Linked DNA regions of Bicyclus anynana: region 2 is linked to region 1. The links are chromatin contacts, called in public Hi-C maps. All regions are on one chromosome and are shown on one strand. Each heading gives the region's core, a stretch centred on a gene start, on an enhancer-like site or on the middle of the called end of the contact. The rest is flanking DNA. Distances are from core to core; before and after follow the strand shown. Region 1 has its middle 4.6 kb from the start of LOC112052569. Region 2 overlaps LOC112052560 (serine/threonine-protein kinase svkA).

Evidence for each region. A called contact is a pair of places that touch in the nucleus more often than the background predicts.
Region 2: a contact with region 1 is called in a Hi-C map of whole larva, with 3 times the contacts expected there. The contact joins two enhancer-like sites. A contact is called at or near these places in 2 of 2 Hi-C or Micro-C datasets (whole body and whole larva).

Annotation. Positions count from the first base shown.
Region 1 is chr3:14,698,613-14,703,290 of ilBicAnyn1.1, forward strand. No RefSeq gene overlaps it. Among protein-coding and RNA genes, the nearest start is that of LOC112052569, 4.6 kb to the left of the region's middle. Within about 2 kb of position 2,044, at least 8 of the 8 cell types and tissues checked have open chromatin away from gene starts, as enhancers often do.
Region 2 is chr3:14,764,303-14,768,954 of ilBicAnyn1.1, forward strand. All of the region lies in intron 2 of LOC112052560 (serine/threonine-protein kinase svkA), which reads left to right. Among protein-coding and RNA genes, the nearest start is that of LOC112052560, 43 kb to the left of the region's middle. Within about 2 kb of position 2,114, at least 6 of the 8 cell types and tissues checked have open chromatin away from gene starts, as enhancers often do.

The DNA of each region.
Region 1 (4,678 bases), core at 794-3,293:
GTTTCTTGAGGGGGACGTGGAAAACTCGCACATCGAATATATTTAACACCACAAAATATATTGTGTCCAGAGCCCCCGTTCACATACAGCTTTTAGTTGGCCGACTTAGTCGGCCGATTAAAGAACAGGTATAGAAGACAGCCCGCACATCTGTTCAACTAAATCGTCCAACCAAATCACGCACAATTAAAAAGTCGGCCATCTAAAAATTGTCAGTGAGCGGCCACCCTAAACACTACACCCAATTATAAAAGGGAATGTCCATTGTCCATCCCCGGGCCATATACCGGCAATTAACTTATAATTAAAATCTTGTTATCACTTTAATAATAAAACTATTACTTTATCAAAAAAAGTTTGCCAAACAACAACAACCATAACATTTTATGACATGTTTAATTTGACTAGCTAAGATCGTTGACTTTTGATTGGTTTGTTTGTTCGTTTTCTTGTTTGCTAAAATTGTTGGTAACAGAAAAAAATAATACCTACAGCTTCAAATTTTACTTCACCGCTTTGGTACACCGGCCGAAAATTTTGCGCAAGAAGAGTGATAAAAAATGTTGTTGTCTTAAAGACACATACTTTTATTATGCAATTTATTTAACCAGATACATCATATTATAATCTCCATATACTTATATACGGAGGTGGTATACCCAGTTTCCCGGGGCCGATGTTATACTGGTCGGTGGGCATTCTCCTTTAATTCCCAATACATACATGTAATTTTACACACAATCACATCGCTTACACTCCATAAACAGAAAAATCGATTACCTGATTGATGTTTCGCTGTTCCGTCAAAAGAATCGATATTTTAAAAATTATTTTTATTAGTGATTTAAGTTCAAATACTTCAAAAGAAACGTAATTATACTATTCAGCTGCACAAGCCGGCATTTTTATGGACCTTATTACACGACGAAAATGATGCCTACAACAATGGAAAATCGATTCTTTAGAAATAGTTTATAGTTTATATAAGCGTTAGATCATGGACTCTTGATCTTTGACAGAGGGGTAACATCTAGCGAGTCAGGTTCTTTTGTAATTAATCTGAGGCATGATGTCAGGAATAACATTTTAGCATAGATTTACGATTCGGTACAAGTACCTAATTATAATTCTATGCATTTTAGATTATACTTATTTGGACATATGAGTCGGTATTCCGTACCGACCTTAGACCATTAATGGTCTAAGGTCGGTACGGAATACCCCAGTACCCGTACCTACAACTCTATGGATAGATTAAAGTATCCTCTGATTAAATCCAAAAAGGATGGAACACAAAATTTATTTGTTAAATTCCAAAGTTAACCTTTAATAAATTGAAAAAATTTCTCTTAGACGGTATCTTATTATAGTACATAAATAACGAACAGAATATCTGCATTTATAAGTTGATCATAAAATATAAAAAGTGCACAGCGTAGACAGAGACGCAGTCTACGATGCACAGACTAATAATGTGTCATAAAACGCCAACTTCAGGCCTTTGCGTTTTTTATGTTGGCAACATGTTATGTTTGACAGCGAATTCCGTTTTTAGGTTGCCTAAACTGTTTGGTGACATGAAAGCAAGATGGCGAGTTCATCTCCGGTTGATCGTTCGTTCCGTGTAACTTCAACGCAGAATTTATGACATTTTTTACCCGTTTTGTATATCTTAAAACGTTAGTACTTTAAAGATATTTTCCAATAAAATCTTAAAAGTAGTGATTTAGTGACAGAAACATTTAAAGTTTCTTAGAAATAATTTAAATCGGATGTGCATCTATCCCACCTGAGGAATGTTGATTTTTTTCAGTGATTTGTGATACGGTCAGGTGTTTTCATTTTAGCAACACAAAAATTGTTCTTGCGCAGTGAGTGTCCAAAGTTGCCGAGTTCAGATGTATTTGTGTCGTGGGGATGTTAGATGTCGGGACTGTTTTCAATGTTGGGAAACAAAAGCGTGAACTATTTGTTTTGATAGACCGATATAAAGTAAATTGAGAAGGTCGGACGGAGACTGCTCCGGCCTGAGTGATGGCCTTCAGTGAGGTGAGTGTCGCATACATTCCATTCTTACAATTTAAATCTTATTGTACACATAAGTTAAGACAATAATATACCTATGTTAAAGTACTAAAACAATAATAATTATTAAAGGAACAGATGTTTTACTGAACAAGTTATTGAAATAAAGGTACTGTGTATCTTGAGAATCTCTCTAATGTATATAACCTGCCAACCTATGTTGTTGCTATGTGATTGTTCTAAACTTCTGAGTTTTTTTTTACAGTAAAATAAAAGTAAAAATTTACTTCAGTCATTTTTGATGGTTATAGTAAAAGAAGCAAGTAGTTTTAGCTATTCCATTATTAAAATATACAAACATAATATAGTATCTTATTTGTTTTTGAATTTCTGTCTACTAAAATAGGCCCATAAAAATAAATAATTATAATAAAATTACTTTCAGTTATTTATTGTTTTAACATTTTATGATTTGAAATTTCAGTGGTTGGTTGACAAAGGAAGCTCTTAAATATTGCTATCTTGAGAATTAAAGTATTTGTTCAAAATTTATTGAGGAATGTGTTACAAGATTACTAACTGATTATAGTATGCATATCTGTACCTTCAATATCATATTATGTGATAACTTTCAAATAAGACAAAGATTCTTAACAGAGTTTGATATCTAAATCACTATTGCTTAAGTTGAGAGAATATTTGTTTATTAATGCTGAATATATTTGTGTTTTTTTAAACTTAATCAACATTTAAAACAAAGCAATGTCTACTAAAAGTGGGGGGGACCTCATTTTGTGTCCAGGCCTTTCTTCAGCTTTACTCAAATATTGTAATTATTCAATAATAGCCGATGCCCGTGGTTTCACATTAGTAGCATAGTTCCTGTGCCTGTAAGAATACAGGAATAAATGGGGGTTCTAGTGGTAAATGAATTTTCAAAATTGGTTCAGTAGATCTAGCTAGAGATTATCCCCTACAACACCACAAACTTTACCACTTTATAATATTGGTATAAAAGTTAGGTTCTTTTTTAGCATATTTTTTTATAATAGGTTAAATCGTTACCAACCCATATTTGGCTCACAGCTGAGCTAGTCTCCTCTCAGAATGAGAGAGGTTAGGCCAATAGTCCACCACGCTAGCCCAATGCGGACGGCAGACTTTACACACGCAGAGAATTAAGAAAATCTCTGGTATGCAGGTTTCCTCACAATGTTTTCCTTCACCGTTTGAGACATGTGATGTTTAATTTCTTAAAAAGCACACAACTGAAAAGCTGGAGGTGCATGCCCCGGTCCTGATTCGACCCACACCCTCTGGAATCTGGAAAATAAAAAATGAAATGGCAGAGGTCTTATCCACTGGGCTATCACAGCACTCATAGGTTAAATAGATCAAGACAAATTGACCGATTTACCTTGTCAAGAAATTTTCAGTAAAAGTTCTCACTTCGGATCTATCCTTAGGTGAACTATTTAAAAAATCACCTAGTTTTTAAAATTGCTTTACAACTTTGGTGTGCTTGTTTTTATTCTTGGTCCTCTCTCCCTAGACTGGATGCCCTCAGCAATTGTTAAAATAGTATATATTATATATATTATTATATCCACTAACACTACATATAAAGGGGAAGGTCTGGGCCCTGATAATGAGACCATTTAAATAGGCTGATAATGAGCCCAAGACTAGATGTTAAATTATAATTACTACCTTTATTAGAGTAATACTTATGCAGTTATGCAGCAATCTGATTTATGCATTCATAATGTTTAGTGTAATATGCTAAAAATCGGTATACTACTTTTCTATTTAACACATTCTGTATTTTGTGTATCACGTGAAAATATACTATCCTATTCTAAACCTAACTGCTCACCAGAGAATTTTCTTAATTCTCTGCATTAGTGAAGTCTGCCAATCCGCATTGGGTCAGTGTTGTTGACTATTGGCCTAACCCCTCTCATTCTGAGAGGAGCCTCGAGCTCAGCAGTGAGTTATTGGTTGATAATGATGAAGTCAACTCCAGGCTGCTATTGAAAGATTCTTGTAAAAAAGAAAATCACAATATTTCCTAGCTCAAAAGAATATTCATTTATTTCAAAGTTTACTTTAAAAGCAATTTTGAAATGTCAGGTTATTTTCTTATGGTGGTAACTCGAAAACTTGAAATTTATTTACGAAGTCTTAAACGCGCTCAAGTCAGGACCTCCAAATCTGAAGCCAACCACTGGACCAATCAGGCAGCTTAAAATAAATTAGCTCGTTCCCCTGAATACTCGTAACTAAGGCTAGCCTCACAAGTTGGTAGGTATAGTTACGTAGTGTATTCCCACGGCTCGATTGTTATTCAGCGGGCTGTCGAAGAGAGTGCGTGCGTGGCCGAAACGATATCGCCCGTGGTCGTGAGACCCTGTTACGTTTTCGGAGGTCAAACTGTACCGTAACGAGTTTATTAAATGCACACTGGTTGTGGTTGGCCATGTTTGGCCGCCTTCAATGTTCTGTTCTGGTTCTGGTTCTAGTTGGCTCGTCCTTTCGCGCATAATTATGTCTGCATTCTAGAGAAGACTTTGTAAATGCTAATCGATTAATAACTTATTATCTGTGCCAATCGTTAAGGATTAAAATGAAGTGAATAGACCAGCCTATGTGA
Region 2 (4,652 bases), core at 864-3,363, 66 kb after region 1:
TACAACATGCAGAATCGTATGCATGCTTTTCTGAGTTCAAAACTGTAAATATAATGCGGTCGTCGGATTATACACACTCAATACCTCACAGTGCCTGGTCTATACTATACAGATTATTACCGCTTATTACAGTCATCATAGCTCGTGGCTTATCACGTTCATTAAGATAAAATTAATTATGTACGTAATTTGTTTTTACAAATATTTTATTAGGCTTTTATCTTTTTTAGAGTCTTGTCTTATTGTGTTAAAGTTCAGTGCTCTCTTTTTCCTCATAAATAGGTTAACTTTAGGTTAGCAATGAAAATCACATGGAAGAAAAAACAAATACATTAATATATGAATAGTTTTTATGTTTAAAAATAACTGTTTTGTAGTATATATCGCATAGTTTGTAGCATCGGATAAGTCCATGTTAATTATACATACAGACAATGATTTTCATAGTAAAAAACCTTGCATACATACAGTACAAGTCGATAAAATTAAATCAGACATCAAAGTGATCCACATACGAACTAGCTCTGTAGTAAAACTCTTTTTAAAGCTAAAACTGGTCTGTATTCTTCCCAAACATATCTAAAGTGTGATACATGGTACATCTAAATATGGAGAATAGAAATTCAATGAATACCGATTTCATTAATATCTGCCACAAAATGTCTGTAAATCCTGTTATGCAAAGCTATAATCCAGTTAACCAATTACTGTTAGAAAATTTCAAAATAATTACACGCCTCCGCAATGTTTACCCTTTCATTAAAGCTATTAACAGATTAGCTCTCTTAACTGTGATCTGTGATGCTGAACATTGTGTGCTCGACGAAATCATCAATATTGTTACTTAGGGATTTAATCACACAAACTTCCAGTTTCTTTGCTTTTTTGATGGTTTCAAAATGTTTGAAAACACATAATTCAGTTAGCCTAAAAACGTACTTCGGGAAAGTTAGCTTCAAATAAACGTATGAGTGTCAGCACTTCCGAACAGTTAAGGTCTAACGGTGTATTCTTATATGATGATGAAGATATATTTTAATGTAATATTTATACATAGTTGGACTACGCGTAATTTATTGACAAATAATATACTGCCTAGATAAATTCTTTGTTTTTGGGTATATAAAATAATCTTTCTTTCATATCTTAAAAACTCATGCAGTACAATAATATTATTTTATTAGTGAAATTTGTGATACTTGGTATTAAATAACTGCGTGAGACTGAAAGTTTTGAGTTTTGAGTGTGTATCTAAGCCAACGTTTGAATTACGAAGCTGTCTATCATGTAATTTATTTGTATTATAAAAAAGAAGTTTCTGCTGTTACAATTTTTCAATTCATCAATTGAAATGTAAAGTTTAAGAAATTTTACATTTCAATTGATGAATTGAATAGAGGTCAACGTGACCAATGTTCACTGTTAATTAAACTTTGGAGACTTCAAAAGCTTACAAAGTTAACAAATCGTGTAATTGCTCTGAGAGTTTATTGAATACCATCAGGGTCTGGTTTGTATTAACGGTTTGATCAAAGTTATGGTTTGTTTCGTAACGTGAATCGGGTCGTTATCCTTAGGCGACCTTGCAGCTGCTATAAATTTAGTAAATTGGCCGTTGCGCAGGAGAAGCGCATGCGTCATTGAGGCCGATGATCTCAACTTAGTAGTGTTATAGTATTTTTCGTTTTACTGGAATCAGTTTCTTAATGTCTTTCTCCTGTAGAATCTTTTTAGTTATATAATTTTGTGTTCTATTTGGTATAACATCAACATTAACATTTAAGGTAGTTCACTTTCAACTTAGTAGTGTTATAGAATTTTTCGTTTTGCTGGAATCAGTTTCTTAATGTCTTTCTCCTGTAGAATCTTTTTAGTTATATAATTTTGTGTTCTATTTGGTATAACATCAACATTAACATTTAAGGTTCACTTTACCATTAAGATTAATCATCGTGATTTCTTCCTCTCATCTTGACCTAATCAAAGGTGTTTAAATCAAATTCGATTGTTTTATGCCAATCTTCTTAATCGATGCGACATAACCGGTCGCCGTCGACTGTGCTCGTTATAGTAACTCGATGTAATCCCACCTGTGCGGATACTTGTTTTTACAGCTACAACTGTAACTCAGACATGTAAGCATTACCTCACGACCGTCGCAACCGGTCTCAAGGTAGGTCTATTATTTATAGATCCTACATTCTTGTCTTCAAAAATGTAAAATTTCATTAGTTGTTTAACAATATTTATTTGTATAATAATATTTATTAGTATTTTGTCTATAAGAAAAGTCTATTACAGCTGAATGTGTATTCATGGTACGCTCGTAAAATACACATGGAGACTATTCAATTAAGGTTGGACGTGCTTACAAAAGGCTAAAGAGCTTAGAGAGAATTCTATTTCATTTTTGTCCCCTTTGACCATTGCAGCAGGTGATTGAAAAACCGTTGAGCGTTTGTTCGTTCGTTCCGAAAGTGAAATAAATTTCGGACACAGCTGAGTCTGTGAGAATTGGAATTTGTGTCCTCGCCCCTTAAGTGTTTCGGTTATTCGATTATATTTCACCGACCCGCTTTGTAGCAGTTTTGTGGATCTTATATATTGGGATTCTAGTGATTTTAAGCATTATGTTTTGTAAGTAGCTTTTATTCTTTTGAAAGGTATAGCTTTTATGCTCTAACAAATTAACCGTTTCCAGATTCCAATTACTATAGTAATTGGAAAGGTTAGAACGGAGTTAAGGTATAAAACTTAACTAGGTCGTTACGGCACGTCGACAATGTAGAAAGAGAGGCAATTAGGTCAAACCAATAAAATATTACTGTCACTTAGGAGTAATAAATATCCATAGACTGTAGATCGCACATCTTTTAGGTTTAGATTGTACTTACTGTAGATTAGAAATATGAAAATATACAAAAACTTAACTACTTCGTCGATCAAAATCGTGCAATATTTGTCGATTAATGAATTTACATCTTACTAATTTCTTTAAAATTTACTTTAAGATGAACTAAACATATCGTAAATATCTCTCTTTTTCGTTCAGATTTTCTTCTAATTTGTAACTGGATTATTAACAATTAAGTCTAATCATCAAAGTTTGGTGTGAACTTCAAACACTATTCCTAGTAGGCATAGTAGATAACCTAAATATCCTCCTTGCAGCGATCCAAACTTGACTGCTCGCATACAAAACCATAATAATTTGTAGATATCTAAAACATTATTGACATCAATGAATAAGCAGTTCTTGTGTGCCAATTTCACTTCAGTAACAGAAAAGTTTATGATTGCCATAGCATGTACTCGTAACCTCATCATAACTGTTCGCGTGCTCTTCACAGATTCAATGCCACAATGTTATTCATACACAAACCTACATCATGATTGACATCAATGAATAAGCAGTTCGTCATAATTGTAAGCCGTTGCTTGTTAAACTGAAGATGACATGTTCCGAGTGGGCCGGACGGCCGTTGTCGCCATCGCCGATGTCAGAGTTAAGTGCTAGTACTCGTATCTACACAAAGGCCGCTCTCACCGCTTTGTTCCGCATCTTTGTTTGACTTAAGGAAGCTACAGTAAAAAACAAGCCCAGCTTTCCTTCGCCGTGCAAAGAAATGTTAGGGGGGCTTTATGTTGCTGCTCCGAAATACCGGAGTAATTTAAAGGTCGTTTAAAAAGACCCTAGTGACCTAAATTGATAGTTAATTTTTGCTAGTACACATTATATTTTTGGGGATTTTATCAATTATGTCGATTTACTTGTCGTTTTTTAACAGCTAGCTGTTAAAGCTGATGAAATTTTGTAAAACTTCTCATTACTGTTTCTACAATTACATTATCGCATGAAACAACCCATCATCAAACGAAAGGCTTACGAACGATCGATGCCCTAATTTCCAAAGTGTCGTATTAGGCTAAAAGGTCTTTCCTCATTGACGTTTATGAGACGTCAAGCTGCGGAAATAATCCATTGTCTCCTTACCCTTGGTCTCACTCTCGACGTCATGTACATAGGGTCTGCGTCTATTTGTGTCTACTCGAGATAAGTCGATCCAATTACTCGTTAGTAAATATGATGTTGTGAGAACGTCTTTTGTTGTCTCATATATGCAAGAGTCAATATTGTTTCTGTTTTAAATGAACCAAAAATGTCATCAAAAGTGCTATAGTTATTTTTAAAGTATGTACTTTTAATTTGGGAATTTATTATTGTGGTTGATTGTACCTTTTAAGAAATAAGCAACAACAATACAGATTATGAATTAACACAGTTAAATCTTTGGATAATCTTCTTCAATATAGTATAGTAAGTACATTAAGAAGTGTCTAACAAATTCCCACTAAGAGCTAAAAAAGGTGAACAAAATTTCCCACATAATTATTATTATCTACGTATTCACATTTCGTGTAAATGATTTAAACTACATTCCAGTTTCGGCGTCTATTAAGTTTCACTTAGTATGCATGAGAACCTCGAGTGTCCACGTCTGTTGGGTTAATATTTCACATACGTCAGGTGAATATGGAGATTGGAATAAAGTATCGAACTCTAGTTGACAATCATATAAATCTATGGTCGTTTCGTTAGAATTTTATTCTGTTACTCAGGCTGTATAAAATGATTCGATTCAAATTAATGC